Regions from separate parts of the Mus musculus genome. Here all the other regions are linked to region 3. Evidence: chromatin contacts called from public promoter capture Hi-C data. All regions are on one chromosome and are shown on one strand. Each heading gives the region's core, a stretch centred on a gene start, on an enhancer-like site or on the middle of the called end of the contact. The rest is flanking DNA. Distances are from core to core; before and after follow the strand shown.

Region 1 (2,700 bases), core at 22-2,521, 2.4 Mb after region 3:
TACCCACTGCTCCTCACCACAGGCTTTCTGTCTGTGGAGTGCTGAGCTGGAGCCATAACAATGGGAGTTAAGCACGCAGCCCCATCGTTTCTGATGCCCTAGTTCAAAGACAGTAAAACCAAACAGGTGAGTGACAGTAAATATTCTTTAACCGAACACATAAAAAATTGGCCAGCAAATAACTGGAATATATGCACTATTACTATTAATGAGGTATTTTACTCTCTTTGGGGAAGTGTTGGGTACTTGTCAGTGTACAGTGTTCATTTACAGCATCTCTCACTTCAGACTGCTTACATTTCCAGGGCTCAGCAACCGAATATATTGCTTGTGATGAAAGGGTTGGTCAGCACAGGGAAAGTCCATTGGGTTAAGATCAACTCCAGTCAAAATGTTCACGCTTCCTCAACTGGAGCCCTTGAGCCTAAGGCCTTCCGAACTCCAAACCCAGGTTTATCCTGCTGCAAGTTAAGAGAAAACAAAGAGCCTTCACCTCATTTCAAACACCAGGATCTAGCTGGCCTCAGTACAGCAGACACTCAACCTTGAACTCCAGAGAGCCTCCCTCGGCTCATTCTCCAGTTCTGTTAAAGACCTCGTCTATCAGCCCTTCATTTCTATGAACAAATAACTGAGCACCTCACACAGATTCAAGCATACACCTTCCTCTCCATCTCAAGGCCACTTTGATATGGACAACAGCCTTTTAGTGAGTCGGCTTGTCTTAGTCTCTCCCCTGACCAGCTTCAACTATAGTGACCCCTCACAGCGTTCTTTCCCTATGGAAAAAAAGCTAAACTCTTCCTCAGAAATAGAACTTAGTTCCACGATCTGCACTTTATTTACCTAACAAAGCCCAACTGTTTGCCCTTCCCAGACTGAACAAGGCCTGAATACTTTTATTTTTTGAAAAATTAGCCATCTTGAACTCACAGAGCCTATTTGAGGTTTAGAAGCACTAGTTCGCTAAATGACATAAACGGGGCCACAGTCCCTGTTCTTCACATTTTCTAATTACCTTTTTAATTAAAGTAGTGCCTTTTAATTCAGCAAAACTCCTGCGGTGCGGAAGACACAGGTGGAACGACTCGAGCTTCCCATCCCTAGGATCACTGCAATGATTTTTCAACACTACCTTCAATATCTAACAATCTGAGAAACTCTAGGAAGTTCAGGGACGCTGCGCCCCAAGCCGCCACTCCAACCCAACACTCAGTTCAAGATTTCCGGGTAGGAATAGAACAGCGACCCACGTGGCGACCGGAGGGGGCGGGGTCCGAGGGCGCAAGTCGGTTACTGCGCCTGCGCCCTGCCTCCGGCTGGAGTACCCGTATTTAAAGAGACAGGCGGTCTATTCATCGTGCGGGACCCGTGGCCTTGTGGGCGCCTGGTCCGGTGGCTCGTGCGGAGCGTCAGAGCCAGGGCAGCCGAGAAGGCAGGTGAGGGGCGGCGCGGCGCGGAGCGGCGGGCCGCGGTGCGCCGTGTGGGGAGGGCCGGGGCCGAACGCGGCGTGGCTGGAGTGGCCGTGGCTCCTCCCCCGCCCGCCGCTCAGCCTGGGGGCACACCCTCCGTGACGTGGCGCCCCCACGGGAGCCCACGGGAGGCCCGCGGCCCCCGGGACCCTGGGCAGCCACCGGGAAGGGCAGGATGCCAGAGTGGGCATTCTCAGGGGGTCGGGGCCGGGCCGCCGCCGGTCCCTCTCCGCCGCCTTGTTGCGCGGCCGCGGCTCGCCCGCACAGCCTGTGGGCAGAACGGCGTGCTGCTTGCTCTTCGGGCTCCCGGCCTCCTCGCGCCGGTCTCCCCGGGTAGTTATTTGTCGTATCCCGGGATGGGCGATACGACACCCTACCCACCCTACTCTGCGGAAAGTTGAACTCCTACTCGCCCTGAGCTCCTCCTCAGCCCTTGCCGGCCTTCACTCGCCTCTCAGATTCTTAACGGTTAGGGCTTGTGTGACCCCCTGAGTCTGCCAGTTACGGACCTCCCCTCCCCCAAGTCGAACATTGTCAAATACACAAGTTTGGTATACAAACTTCAGAACTCCACGTCCGGCTTGCCCTCGTACTCCTTGTAGTTTTCCTAACCACCCCATGAAGTAGTTCTAATCTTTGGGGGGTTTGTTTTCTTGCTTGTTTTCCTTTTGAGACGGTCTTGACGACGTACCCTGGCTAGACAGAAATTTACTAAGTAAACCAGACTTTCTAGCTTCGAACGCACAGCAATCCTTCTGTCTTTGCCTTCTGATATGATTACAGACGAGAACCACCATAACTAGCTCTTAGTCCTGTTGTAATTGTTGTTGTTTTTTTGTTGTTTTTTAAGATAAAACTGGGGCCGGGTGTGGTAGCACACGCCTTTAATCCCTGCACTCAGAACACTAGCTTGCTCTTCCTAGTGACTTCCAGGACAGCCAGAGCTACATAGAAAAATCTATCTAAAAACAAACAAACAAAAAAACCGAAAAATAAATAATAGAAAATAAACTGAAGTCATGCTTGGTGGTTCATACCTATAATTCTAGGGCTGGAGGTGGGAGGATCGGATCGGCCAACTAAGGTGTCTGGCTAGGGTCCACCTTGTTGGAGAAAACCAAGTCGCCTGATATCTGCCCCCACCTCCCCACCCCGCTGTAGATGGGTAGGCTTGGTCTCCAACCCTTTCTTTAGTAGTACACCTGCTGTGCTCCGCTCTACCTCAGCC
Region 2 (2,700 bases), core at 107-2,606, 2.5 Mb after region 3:
ACACACCGACACACACACACACACACACACACACACACACACACACACACACACACACACACACACACACACACACACACACACACACACATTTTGTGTGTCCAGCGAGTCTTCCAACGAGTCTCTTGTGTATACCAGCCTCTATTTGCAAAGCTAGGGGACACTCACTCTACCTAACTCAATATTTACAGAGTGAAGCATCCCTGACTTCTAGTAGCATTCTTGTTAGGAAGACAATGAAAGTGGATCAATTCAGATCATTACAGATTGTATGATCAAGCTGAGATCCAGCGAAGTTCACAGAGAGTACCTGTGTCCCTATATTTTCCAAATTTATCAAGTTCTATCTTACGTATATAGATGTTTTGCCTGCATGGATGTCTATGCAATCCTGGCATGCCTGGTACCCAAGGCAGCCAGAGAGAGGGTCAGATCCCTTGGACTGGAGTTACAGATGGTTAAGAGCCACCATGTGGGTACTGGTCTTCTGGGAGAGCAGTCAGTGCTCTTAACCACTTAGCCATTTGTCTAGCCCAACATTTTCCAGAGGTTTTAATGGAAGTAGGGAAATGCTTGAGTATATAAAATACTATTTTGATTTTTTTAACCACATCTAGTGGAAGAAATAAAGCAGTTTTACAAAACCCACGAGTGAGGTTCTATTTCTGCCTGTATTTTGTAGTTGAAGGAATTTGGGCTCAGTAAGATTGTTATTCTTTGATTTATACAGATAGGAAGCACAGAACTGAATCTCCAGTCCATATCCAGCTGCAGGGCTCATTTTTAGAAATATCTCCTCATGTTCACCATTGTCTCTCAATCTTTCAAGGTGTTTGGAATCCTGGCCCTGAAACCAGCTACTCTGTGAGCTACAACCCACAGTAAGCTTTCACTGTGCCTGCGTTACTGGCTATGGTGGGATTTGCTGCTTAGATCCCAGGATAGAGAGCCTTAGAAGTATCAGTAGGCAAAGGCCTTCTCTTCAAAGTCTGGTTGGCTCAGGCCAAGTGGTGTTCTCTGTGCCACTAGCCTGCTACCCCTTCCTGGACAGCTCTAAAGAGGCACAGGCAATTAAGCCTTTTGAAGTCCTCAGAAGAGGACCGAGTAGTTGTGACCACAAACGTGACCTAGAGAGGGTCATGTGTGCTGGAAGGGGCCATCAAGTTTCTTTCTTGGCTCAAGCCCACCCCTAACCCAGGCGTTTGGTCTGTCCAGCTGCACAGCAAACTTCCTATCAAGGGGAGGCTGGCCCCCCGATTGTTACACTCTGTGATGATTGTGAAGTCAGAGCACTGCAAACCTTCTCACCCAAATGAAGGGTGAGACCTTTGCCTCAGTTTTTCTCTGCTTCCTGCCAGCTGGTTGTCCTGGAGGGTGGTGGCAACCCTGCGCCCCACCCACACCAGATGGCGACGGTATTCTGTAAAGTGGGGGGTGGAGAGGAGGCTGTACCGAAGAAGGAAGCCCTCAATGTTATCAATGTGATTGACCAACTGCCAAAGCCCTGTCCAAATCCTAAGTTTATTAACCGGTCCATGGCTACCAAAGGCCTCCTGCTCCCGTCAAGACGCAGCTTGGCCAGCTTCTCAGAGGAAGAAAACACCGATGTCATGTAAGACACGATTTGGGGTCCTCATTTCTAAGGCTGGAGAAGCTTTGCAGCCCACTGTGGTGGGTCCTTCAGGGAAGAACATATCAGGAGGTTCCCCATGCACCCGCCCTGAGCCCCACATCAGTTTTGAGAGGATGTGGGTTCCCCATTCTAGCTGACCTTCCTGGACTAGCCAGGGGGTGCTTCCTATTCTGCTTGCCACTCTCTGCTACCCCTGTCTTCTCTCCCTCATTTCTCTCACTTTAATGCCCCACCTGCCTTCCAGCTGAGGTTCACTGGTCTGCTAAGTCAGTCTGAATTTTCTCTGCTTCATACCACAAAACTCTCTGCTTCCTGGTGAGAAATATGACCCAGCATCAAGTTGGGGGATGCAGAGGTGGGAAACATGGTCCCTGCCTCCAAAAAAAATGTCACGCCTGGTGCCAGTGGTGTCAGAGGTGGGGGGCATCAGACAATAAAGGAGATACAGTACAGCCTGGTAAATGCCGTCACAGGGCAGCTTGAGAAACCAAGGGCTTGGGATAGCTTGGGATATGGTGCAAAAAAGGGAGACTTCTTAGAGGAAGATTTCCAGGGAAACGGTGTGCAGGGTGACTACTGAGGAAATAGTACAATCTCATTGAAGTGACCCGTGAGTGGGCCCTGGGCTTAATCTAATGTTCTGTTAGCACTGTCTTGAGCTACTATGTGGATGCTGGGAATTGAACTCTGTCTTCTACAAGAACAGCCAGTGCGTGCTCTTAACCACTGAGTCATCTCTCCAGCCCCAGACATGAAATCTTTTTTTGTTTGTTTGTTTGTTTGTTTTCGAGACAGGGTTTCTCTGTGTAGCCCTGGCTGTCCTGGAACTCACTCTGTAGACCAGGATGGTCTCAAACTCAGAAATCTGCTTGTCTCTGTCTCCCAAGTGCTGGGATTAAAGGTGTGTGCCACCACCGCCCATCGAAATCTTTTATAATTGCTTTTTTTTTTTTTTTTTTTTTTTTGCTGGGCAGTGGTGACACATGCCTTTAGTCCCAGCACTTGGGAGGCAGAGGCAAGCAGATTTCTGAGTTCGAGGCCAGCCTGGTCTACAGAGTGAGTTCCAG
Region 3 (2,700 bases), core at 97-2,596:
AGAGGAGAAGGGAAGAGGGCACAGATAAGGGTGCTTGCTGCCAAACATGAGTCCCTGAGTTCAATCTCTGGGCTGGCCATGATTGTGAGTACTGACTTCTGCAAGAGTTCCCTTCTCCATGTGCATGCCATGGCATGTGAGTTCCCACAGACAGACAGACATAGAAGTAAAAACTTAAAAACTACAACAACAAATGAATTCAGTATAGTCTCATTAGCTCTCCATCAGATTGAGAAAGAAGGAATGACTTCTTGGGTGAGTGTGTGTGTGTGTGTGTGTGGGGGGGGGGGGATGATCACAGCATTACACCGAAGTTCATGGAATTTCAGAGTTGGGAGAATTTGGAAGCCAGTTTAGTTCACGTGACACAACAAAGTCAGGACTTCTGTTACCAGCATGGTGGGATATTACCCAGATTTCATTAGAAAATGCAAAGGGTGGGAATGTCTTTCCTACCAGGTCTCAGTTCTGTCAGTCACTTTATTCCCTTCAGTTTCCTTAGGTATTAATTAAATATTTTTTCAAAGACTCTTGTTGAGTATTGTTGGACAAATGAAAGGAGACAGGTATAGAGATTGATTAGTCCAGTCATAGAGGAGTATAATGTTGGTTCTACTTAGTTTTTTATACAGCACAGCTATTTAATTTCCAGATTGTCATCAACTTAGAAGGTCTCCCTCTGTATAGGTTTAGCAACATCTTTAGGTTGATCCTTAGTGATAAGAAACATGCTTTTTTCCCCTTTCCCTTGATATCTTCACAGATATCCTATTACAGTTGAAGGAATTGGAGATACGGGAGGAAAATTTTGTTCTATTGTTGAGCTGGAAAGCTGGTATGAGTCAAATGTGAATCTCAAGAACTATTTAGATTGAATGATTGGGTCAAAGATGACTTTCAATCCACAATGTGAAGCTCTGTCCGATGATGGAATGGCTATTTGTGAAAGACAGTGTTCTTTTACATTGGCGATTTCTTCCGTCCTGGAAGGGAGTGTGTGTATGTGTCCTCCCTGCAAAACATCTGAATGAATCTGAACGGTGCTATTCCTGCCACATAATAGGCAATTTGAAAGATCATCTATCGCTATGAGTGACTGGTTACACGGGGATACTATACAAACAGCCAAGCAGCTTTCCTTGAGTACTCAGCCTCTTTTGGAGTGGTGGGGATTAATTTCGGTTTGTCTCTTCAGATGGCCGCGAGATGGCGATGGGGGAGCTCGTTTGTCGCTTGCGGGACGCTCCTGGGCCACCCACGGGGCAGAGAGACTACAACTCCCGGGGTGCTCGGAGAAGGGAGGCGGGGTCTTCTGGTAGGAACGCGAGGGCGGGTCTTCCGGGTGTGTGTTTCCGGCGTCGGCGGCCGCGGCCGGGGACGGTGTGAGAGCGGTAAGATGGCGGCCGCAGCGGTGGTGGAGTTCCAGAGAGCCCAGTCTCTACTCAGCACCGACCGGGAGGCCTCCATCGACATCCTCCACTCCATCGGTAAAGGGCCTGGCGCCGTCCCCGCGGCTCCGCCGTCCCGGCGCGGCCTGTGTGGGTCGGAGGCGGCGGAGAGGGGCCGGGCTAGCCGGCTATGGTGCTGCTGACTCACTGTGTGTGAGGGGGGCCGGGCTGGGGGCGCAGGCCGCTCGGGGACCCCAGGAGCCCCATGGCTTCCAATCGGGCGGGAAGCCCCTAGGCAGCCGGCCCGTCCACCTGCTGCCTGCTGACTCACGGTGGGCGCAGCGCAGCGCAGCGTGGCGAGCGGGCCGGGCCAGGTTCGCTACCCCTCAAGGGTCCCCGATTGTGGCCCGCGCGAGCTGGCCGGGGGCTGAGAGTGGCGGCCCGGGACAGACGGGTCGGAGAGTGTGTTGTTGAGAGGTCCGGGCGACTGCCGCGCAGGACTGACATTTCCCGCCGTTGTTATCAGCACAGGTTGCTCCGGGTGGGAGCGCGAGCGCTTCTCTTGGAGTTTTCTTCCGGGACGCTGGGAGCTGTCGCTTACAGCCAGCCCTCAGCCGCAGCCGCCGGCAGCAGAGGGCCACTTTCTGGGTGTGGGAAGTTGAGGGGTGCCACACGCTTAAGATTGGTATTTGACCGGTGTAGCTTGTGAGCTGAAGTGTCGTCCGAGTGGGACCGCCGGGACAGAGGAGGTGACTCATTTTTCCCAGTAGGGGTTGAAGTTTAGTTCTGAGTTCTGAGAGGCTGTCGTTCAGGGAACTTTTTGGGACCGGCGGGCCGCACATTGCTGGAGAAAAAGAAAAATTTTAATACCATAGCGTGATTGTCTTAAACCGTAGGGCAACAGGAAAGTTGAAGTAGGAACCTCCAGCCGGTCGCTTTCTACTGGGATTCAGGTGTAAATAGAAATAAGTGGTTGATGGCAGAGAAGGCCTTTTAATATTCATTCCTTAAGGGTTCAGTTAGAGAATGAGCTTCCTCCTGTGGTAATGTGAGGTTTTTTTTTTTTTTTTTTTTTTTGGTTTTTTGAGACAGATTTTCTCCATGTAGCCCTGGCTGTCCTGAAACTTACTTTGTAGACCAGGCTGGCCTTGAACTCAGAAATCCGCCTGTCTCTGCCTCCCAAGTGCTGGCGTTAAAGGCGTGTGCCACTATGCCCGCCCGGCGTGAGCTTTCAAATGTAGCCTGGGAGATTCGGATTGGATCAACAAGTTGTTGGTGAATGCAGGTATATGAGGGACTGCCAGGATGTTGA
Region 4 (2,700 bases), core at 144-2,643, 2.3 Mb after region 3:
TCCATGCTACATCTTTCTAAAAGGCAATGGGATTCAGTTTCCTGATCACCAATCCTTCAAAGATGTTACATTCTCTACCATCTTCAAGATAAAAATCCAGGTAATTTATCAGTAACATACTTGGCCTTTTCCAAACTCTCCTGTTCCATCCACCATTATTCCCACAGTAGGTCTTTCTGTTCCCTTAATGCATTATAATGTTTATTTCTGGTGGATTTACACCACTAGGAGGTCTTGATTCCTGTCACTCATTCTTCTACAACTCTGATCAAACATCCCCTGATATCTGAGAGGATTTTCCTTCAATCATCGGTAATTGGGCCCTTTCCTCTGTAAAATCATTTGCATCTCTATATAATTGACATACCTGTCACTGCCATGTCACTTTAAGGATACCATCTCAAAGGCTAGAGAGATGGCTCAGCAGTTAAAAAGCACTTATTGTTTTTGAAGAGGATCTGAGCTTGGTCTCCAGCACCCATATCAAATGGCTTACAACTGCCTATAACTCGAGTTCTAGGGATCTGTCACCCTCTGACCTCTGGGGGCATCTGCTCACACCTGATGCACATAAACTCAGACAGATGTGCACACGTAAATATAAATCAGGTTTTTAAAGGAAAGGACAGAAACTATCCCATCTGTTTTTCCAGCATCTAGTGTTAAGTGGACTCGTTTACTATAAACGCTACTTTGCTCATTCCTCTCAGGGTGTCTCTTTCCCAAGAGACCTTTTGATCTCCCCTACTCTTCTTTCTTCGTAAAACAATGGTGCTAAATAAACATATGTCCAAATGGATGACTAAACATGAAGAACTGTAGGTGCGGAGAGTCCCAACTGCTGGAAGATAATGGAACTTGAATTTGAACCTATGCCTGCCTAGCTCCAAAGCCAGTACCACTCCACCACGTCAAAACAATACTGCCTGCGGCGGAGCTGCAGCCCAACGTCTGCTGAGCGCGCGCACAAGGCTAACAGTTTCTATTGACGGAGTCTTTTCTTCGGGGAGGCGCTCTCTTCCTCGGCTAGAGAATCCTAAGAGCAGGAGTGAGAGAGAGGAAACCGGGTGTCTAAATGTCGCAGCATTGCTCACAGGTTTTCACTGATCAGCATCAGAATCAGAGTGAGCCGCGACACCCCGCACACTCTAGCGGCATCTCACATTTTTAGCGCGCCCTTAGGACCCAAGGTGGGACGCAGCACATCCTGCAGCCCACGGGCGGCGCAGATGTTCACAGCCAAGGCCGCTTGGCTCCGGGTCACTTCAGCGCCAGGGTTAGCGATTTTGATCGCAGCCATGGTTCAACAGTCCAGCCCCAAACTTGCCGACTCCGAACCCTGGCGCCACGCCCACACTCCTGAGTGTGGGCCAATCGGCGCCATAACAGGAAGTGACGCTATCACGCCTCGGAAGCTAGACTCGCCTGAGTCCTGGGCGCAAACATGGCGTCCTCCACCTCTACTCGGACTCCGGCTGGGAAGCGAGTGGTGAATCAGGAAGAACTGAGGCGCTTGATGAGGGAGAAGCAGCGCCTGAGCACCAACCGGAAGAGGATCGAATCTCCATTCGCCAAGTACAACCGTCTGGGGCAGCTGAGCTGCGCACTGTGTAACACCCCGGTCAAGAGCGAGCTCCTGTGGCAGACCCATGTTCTGGGAAAGCAGCACCGGGAGAGAGTAGCGGAGCTGAAAGGCGCCAAAGGAGCAACCCAGGGCCCGTCGACCGGCACTGTACCTCAGGCCACCAAGAGGAGAGCGACGGATGTGGAGAGCCAAGACGCCAAGAAAGCCAAGGCCTCCGCGGGACCTCAGGTACAGCCCTCCACCTCAGCCTCGTCCGCCAACTTGGATGCCGCTAGGGCGGCCCCCAGTAAACCTGGACTCGGTTTACTGCCTGATTATGACGATGAGGAAGAGGAGGAAGAAGAGGGAGGTGGAGAAGAAAGAAGGGACAGCAGCAAGCATCTTCCGGATGCACAGGGCAAAGAACACTCGCTTGCCTCTCCGAGGGAGACAACAAGCAATGTGCTGCCAAACGATCCGTTTAATACAAATCCTCCCAAGGCCCCCTTAGTTCCTCATTCAGGGTCCATTGAGAAAGCAGAAATACATGAAAAAGTGGTGGAAAGAAGAGAGAACACCGCCGAAGCATTACCAGAAGGGTTCTTCGACGACCCTGAGGTAGATGCAAAGGTCCGGAAGGTGGATGCCCCAAAGGATCAGATGGACAAAGAGTGGGACGAGTTTCAAAAGGCTATGAGGCAAGTCAACACTATCTCTGAAGCGATCGTTGCTGAAGAGGATGAGGAGGGACGGTTGGACCGGCAGATTGGAGAGATTGATGAGCAGATAGAATGTTACCGCCGAGTGGAAAAGCTGCGGAATCGCCAGGATGAAATAAAAAACAAACTTAAAGAGGTTTTGACCATAAAAGAACTTCAGAAAAAGGAAGAGGAGAATGTGGACAGTGACGACGAAGGAGAATTACAGGATTTGCTGTCTCAGGACTGGAGGGTAAAGGGGGCTTTGCTGTAAGGTTTTGAAGACCCAAGCTTTCCATCAGTCCCCGCTGTCCCTTAAAAAGTGCTGTGTCCAAGTTCTTGGGTTCCTCTGACCTTGGATACCCCTAATTGTTGGGATAAAGTAAGCCAGTGAGGAGTAATACTTTGGGGATGGTACTGTGTGCGGTGCTATTTATT
Region 5 (2,700 bases), core at 101-2,600, 2.9 Mb after region 3:
TTTCTTTGAGACCCTTTGCCAATCCCCTATTGATCATCACAATCCTTGTTTGTCACCTCTCCATTTCCACTGTCATTATCACTTAACTCTTCTTAGCTCTTGAAATCAGTTTCGGAGTGTTTACACTGTCTCACTCTGAACATGCGTGTACACTGTTTCCTTAAATATTACTCTGATCACTTCATTACTTGGCCTCTGAAATATTCAGTCTCCCTCTACTCTTCAAGTTTGCATCCAACTGGTTTGTGCTCTTAGCAAAGTCTCAGCCTGTCTTCCTAATCTCCTATCACTAACACAGGAGTCCTTAAACTTTGCAGTGACTCAGAATTGTTCCTGGAGTGCTTGAAGTATTCTATTGGGTCAGTTATGGGTCACAATCAATTTGGAGTTTTTACTATTACTTTTTTACACTGGACGACGGACGATTAACAGGTCTTTGCTTGTTTCTAGAGTTCACGGAATTTTGAGAAGCACCCCAACAATGATTTTTAGCTTTGCCAACATTTGGAAAACTAGATTTTTCAGCTAACTCATCTTGAGTTTAATAATTTTCTTGATCTTTCTGTCTCTCTATACTTCTGACTATCCTGGAGCTCCCTATTAGATCAAGGTGGTCTCAAACTAAGATATGCTTCTGCCTCCTCCTAAGTACTGGGTTTAAAGGCGTGCATCACCACGCCAGGGGGGAATCAGGAGATCTTAAGGCTCTTCAGGACCTAAATGAAATGTCTCTTCTCCCAGGAGATCGTCCGTGCTGGCCTTGGCAATTTGATATTTAGCTGCACTTTTCTCAGGGCATCTTTAATTATTTAGAATGCCCAATACCAGGGTTTGATTACCAGCACTCACATGGCAGCTCACAACCATCTGTAACTCCAGTTCCAGAAGATCTGATACCTGTTTCTGATCTCTGCGGGCTCTGTGTTGGCATAGTGCACAGACACGAATGCAGGCAAAACACACATGTATAATCACAAATAGATCATTTTTAAAATCTGTTTTTTTTTTAAAAAGTGTTCAAGATAGGAGTCTCTCTCTTCTCCCCATTCTCCATCGAAGCAATGGTAAAATCACTACGCCTAACAGTCGCCCGGAGTCCCGTGAGTAGAGAATTGTGTAAGAAGAAAACCAGCGTCGCTTTCTGAGCAAAAACCACAGGCCTAAGTCGCGAGACACAGACCCAGACGCCTAGAAAGCCCGGGGAAGCAGCCTCCACCTTTAGGTCAGCTCCACCCCTTGCTTTCACTTCACCTTTCGATTGGCTGCTCTTCATGCAGGCACCGCCTTATAGTTGTCACGTGAAGCTCTGGCTGCCGTGGGATTGGCTTACTGACGCGCGCGGGGCTGTGGGATGCAGGCCCGAAGAGGCGGAGGGGAGAGGACGCGGGAAGCCAGTGTGCCCCGGACGCAGTGTCCTAGCGCTCATCGGGTCATCCTCTGCAGCCCAGATTGTCCCTGTCCAAGACTGCGGAATGAAGAATCCAGGTTGGGAGCCGATTGAAGCCCCGACTCCGTCCTCAGTCCTCTTTCCCTACCAAGGATGGCTTCAGGCTCCCGAAGTTGGCGGGTTTGGACTTTTATCTTTTTTTTTTTTTTTTTTTTTTTTTTTTTTTTTTTGCTTTGAGAACCTGTGTGTAAGTCCTCTCTGGTCAGCAAAGGAATCTGTGCAGAGCGCCATGAATTAGAGGATGGGGGAATGAGTGCTTGAAGATGCCCGAGGTATGGTCCTTATCCGTGTGACATTTGGAGGTAAGATGGCGTTATAAATTGTGCTCATGCATTTCTAATTAAAAGCCATGGGATTAGGCTTACCAAGGTCACTTAATTGAACCCTTTTGTTCCAGGCTGTTAACACGCTTCCCCAGTTCTTTAGGAACTCAGTGAGATGGGGCTGGTGGGAGAGATGGGGGAAAACTCGTGAACTGGCGCATAGTTGGCACACCAGTTGCCATGAGATGAGTGCTGTGAGGCAGAGAACTAGGTACCTGCTGGCATGGCAGGAACTTGGAATCAGGTACCACCATGTCTGTCTGGATCTTTAAGCGGAATCGGTTTCACAAACTTTGCTTCTGTAATTCAAAGGGCAGAGCCTTCCTTTGGGATTAATCGAGATAAGGTTTCCTGTGTAAAGTGGCAGCAGTATGGAGAGGCAGAGCTGACAGCAGGAAGGGTTTCTCTGGGGCAGGGGAACACAAGCTCTAATAGTAGATTTGAGAACTTTAATAGTCTAGGTTGGGTAGTCTGTAAGATTCGTTAGGATTATGTTATTAACTAGTTAAGGGGTAAATGGGTTATTTTGGGGTTTTTATTTTGTTGTTTTTAAAAGATTTATTTATTTCATGTATATGGGTACACTGTCGCTGTCTTCAGACATGCTAGAGGAGGCCCATTACAGATGGTTGTGAGCCACCATGTGGTTGCTAGGAATTGAACTCAGAACCCCTGGAAGAGCAGTCAGTGCTCTTAACCACTGAGCCATCTCTCCAGCCCCTTTATTTTGTTTTAAAGACAGAGTCTGTATAGCTAGCCCACCATGGCCTCAAACTCAGGATTCTTCTGCCCCAGCCTCCCAAAGCAGTAGGATTACAGGTGTAACCACCACTGCCCCTGGCTTGATTTTTGTTGTTTTGGAGGTTGTTTGGTTGTGGTGATGGTCTTTCTGGGAATTGACCTAAGGCCTCATTCATTGTTTTGAAATCC

Evidence for each region. Promoter capture Hi-C pulls out the DNA fragments that hold promoters and counts their contacts.
Region 1: a contact with region 3 is called in a promoter capture Hi-C map of liver, with 4 times the contacts expected there. The contact joins the promoter of Lig3 here to the promoter of Psmd11 in region 3. A contact is called at or near these places in 3 of 39 promoter capture datasets (embryonic stem cells, liver and pre-B cells).
Region 2: a promoter capture Hi-C map of liver shows a contact between it and region 3, with 2.7 times the contacts expected there. The contact joins the promoter of Fndc8 here to the promoter of Psmd11 in region 3. A contact is called at or near these places in 5 of 39 promoter capture datasets (the 3T3-L1 cell line, embryonic stem cells, hippocampal neurons and 1 more).
Region 4: a contact with region 3 is called in a promoter capture Hi-C map of liver, with 3 times the contacts expected there. The contact joins the promoter of Cct6b here to the promoter of Psmd11 in region 3. A contact is called at or near these places in 3 of 39 promoter capture datasets (the 3T3-L1 cell line, liver and stem cell-derived epiblast-like cells) and 1 of 115 datasets of contacts at active chromatin or transcription factors (embryonic stem cells).
Region 5: a promoter capture Hi-C map of liver shows a contact between it and region 3, with 5 times the contacts expected there. The contact joins the promoter of AA465934 here to the promoter of Psmd11 in region 3. A contact is called at or near these places in 5 of 39 promoter capture datasets (cranial neural crest, hippocampal neurons, liver and 1 more) and 2 of 115 datasets of contacts at active chromatin or transcription factors (astrocytes and pro-B cells).

Annotation. Positions count from the first base shown.
Region 1 is chr11:82,779,838-82,782,537 of GRCm38.p6, forward strand. Lig3 (ligase III, DNA, ATP-dependent) reads left to right here and starts at 1,272. Exons shown (of 20, transcript NM_010716.3): 1 at 1,272-1,439. It overlaps Gm11423 (predicted gene 11423), which reads right to left and starts at 1,205. Exons shown (of 3, transcript NR_126067.1): 1 at 1,019-1,205; 2 at 298-461; 3 at 1-98.
Region 2 is chr11:82,890,789-82,893,488 of GRCm38.p6, forward strand. Fndc8 (fibronectin type III domain containing 8) reads left to right here and starts at 1,357. Exons shown (of 4, transcript NM_030224.1): 1 at 1,357-1,612. The coding sequence starts at 1,407.
Region 3 is chr11:80,427,269-80,429,968 of GRCm38.p6, forward strand. Psmd11 (proteasome (prosome, macropain) 26S subunit, non-ATPase, 11) reads left to right here and starts at 1,347. Exons shown (of 14, transcript NM_178616.3): 1 at 1,347-1,487. The coding sequence starts at 1,397.
Region 4 is chr11:82,762,928-82,765,627 of GRCm38.p6, forward strand. It overlaps Cct6b (chaperonin containing Tcp1, subunit 6b (zeta)), which reads right to left and starts at 1,394. Exons shown (of 14, transcript NM_009839.3): 1 at 1,164-1,394. The coding sequence starts at 1,300. Zfp830 (zinc finger protein 830) reads left to right here and starts at 1,418. Exons shown (of 1, transcript NM_025884.4): 1 at 1,418-2,700. The coding sequence starts at 1,445. The coding sequence ends at 2,536.
Region 5 is chr11:83,290,349-83,293,048 of GRCm38.p6, forward strand. AA465934 (expressed sequence AA465934) reads left to right here and starts at 1,351. Exons shown (of 3, transcript NR_028363.2): 1 at 1,351-1,485; 2 at 1,626-1,749.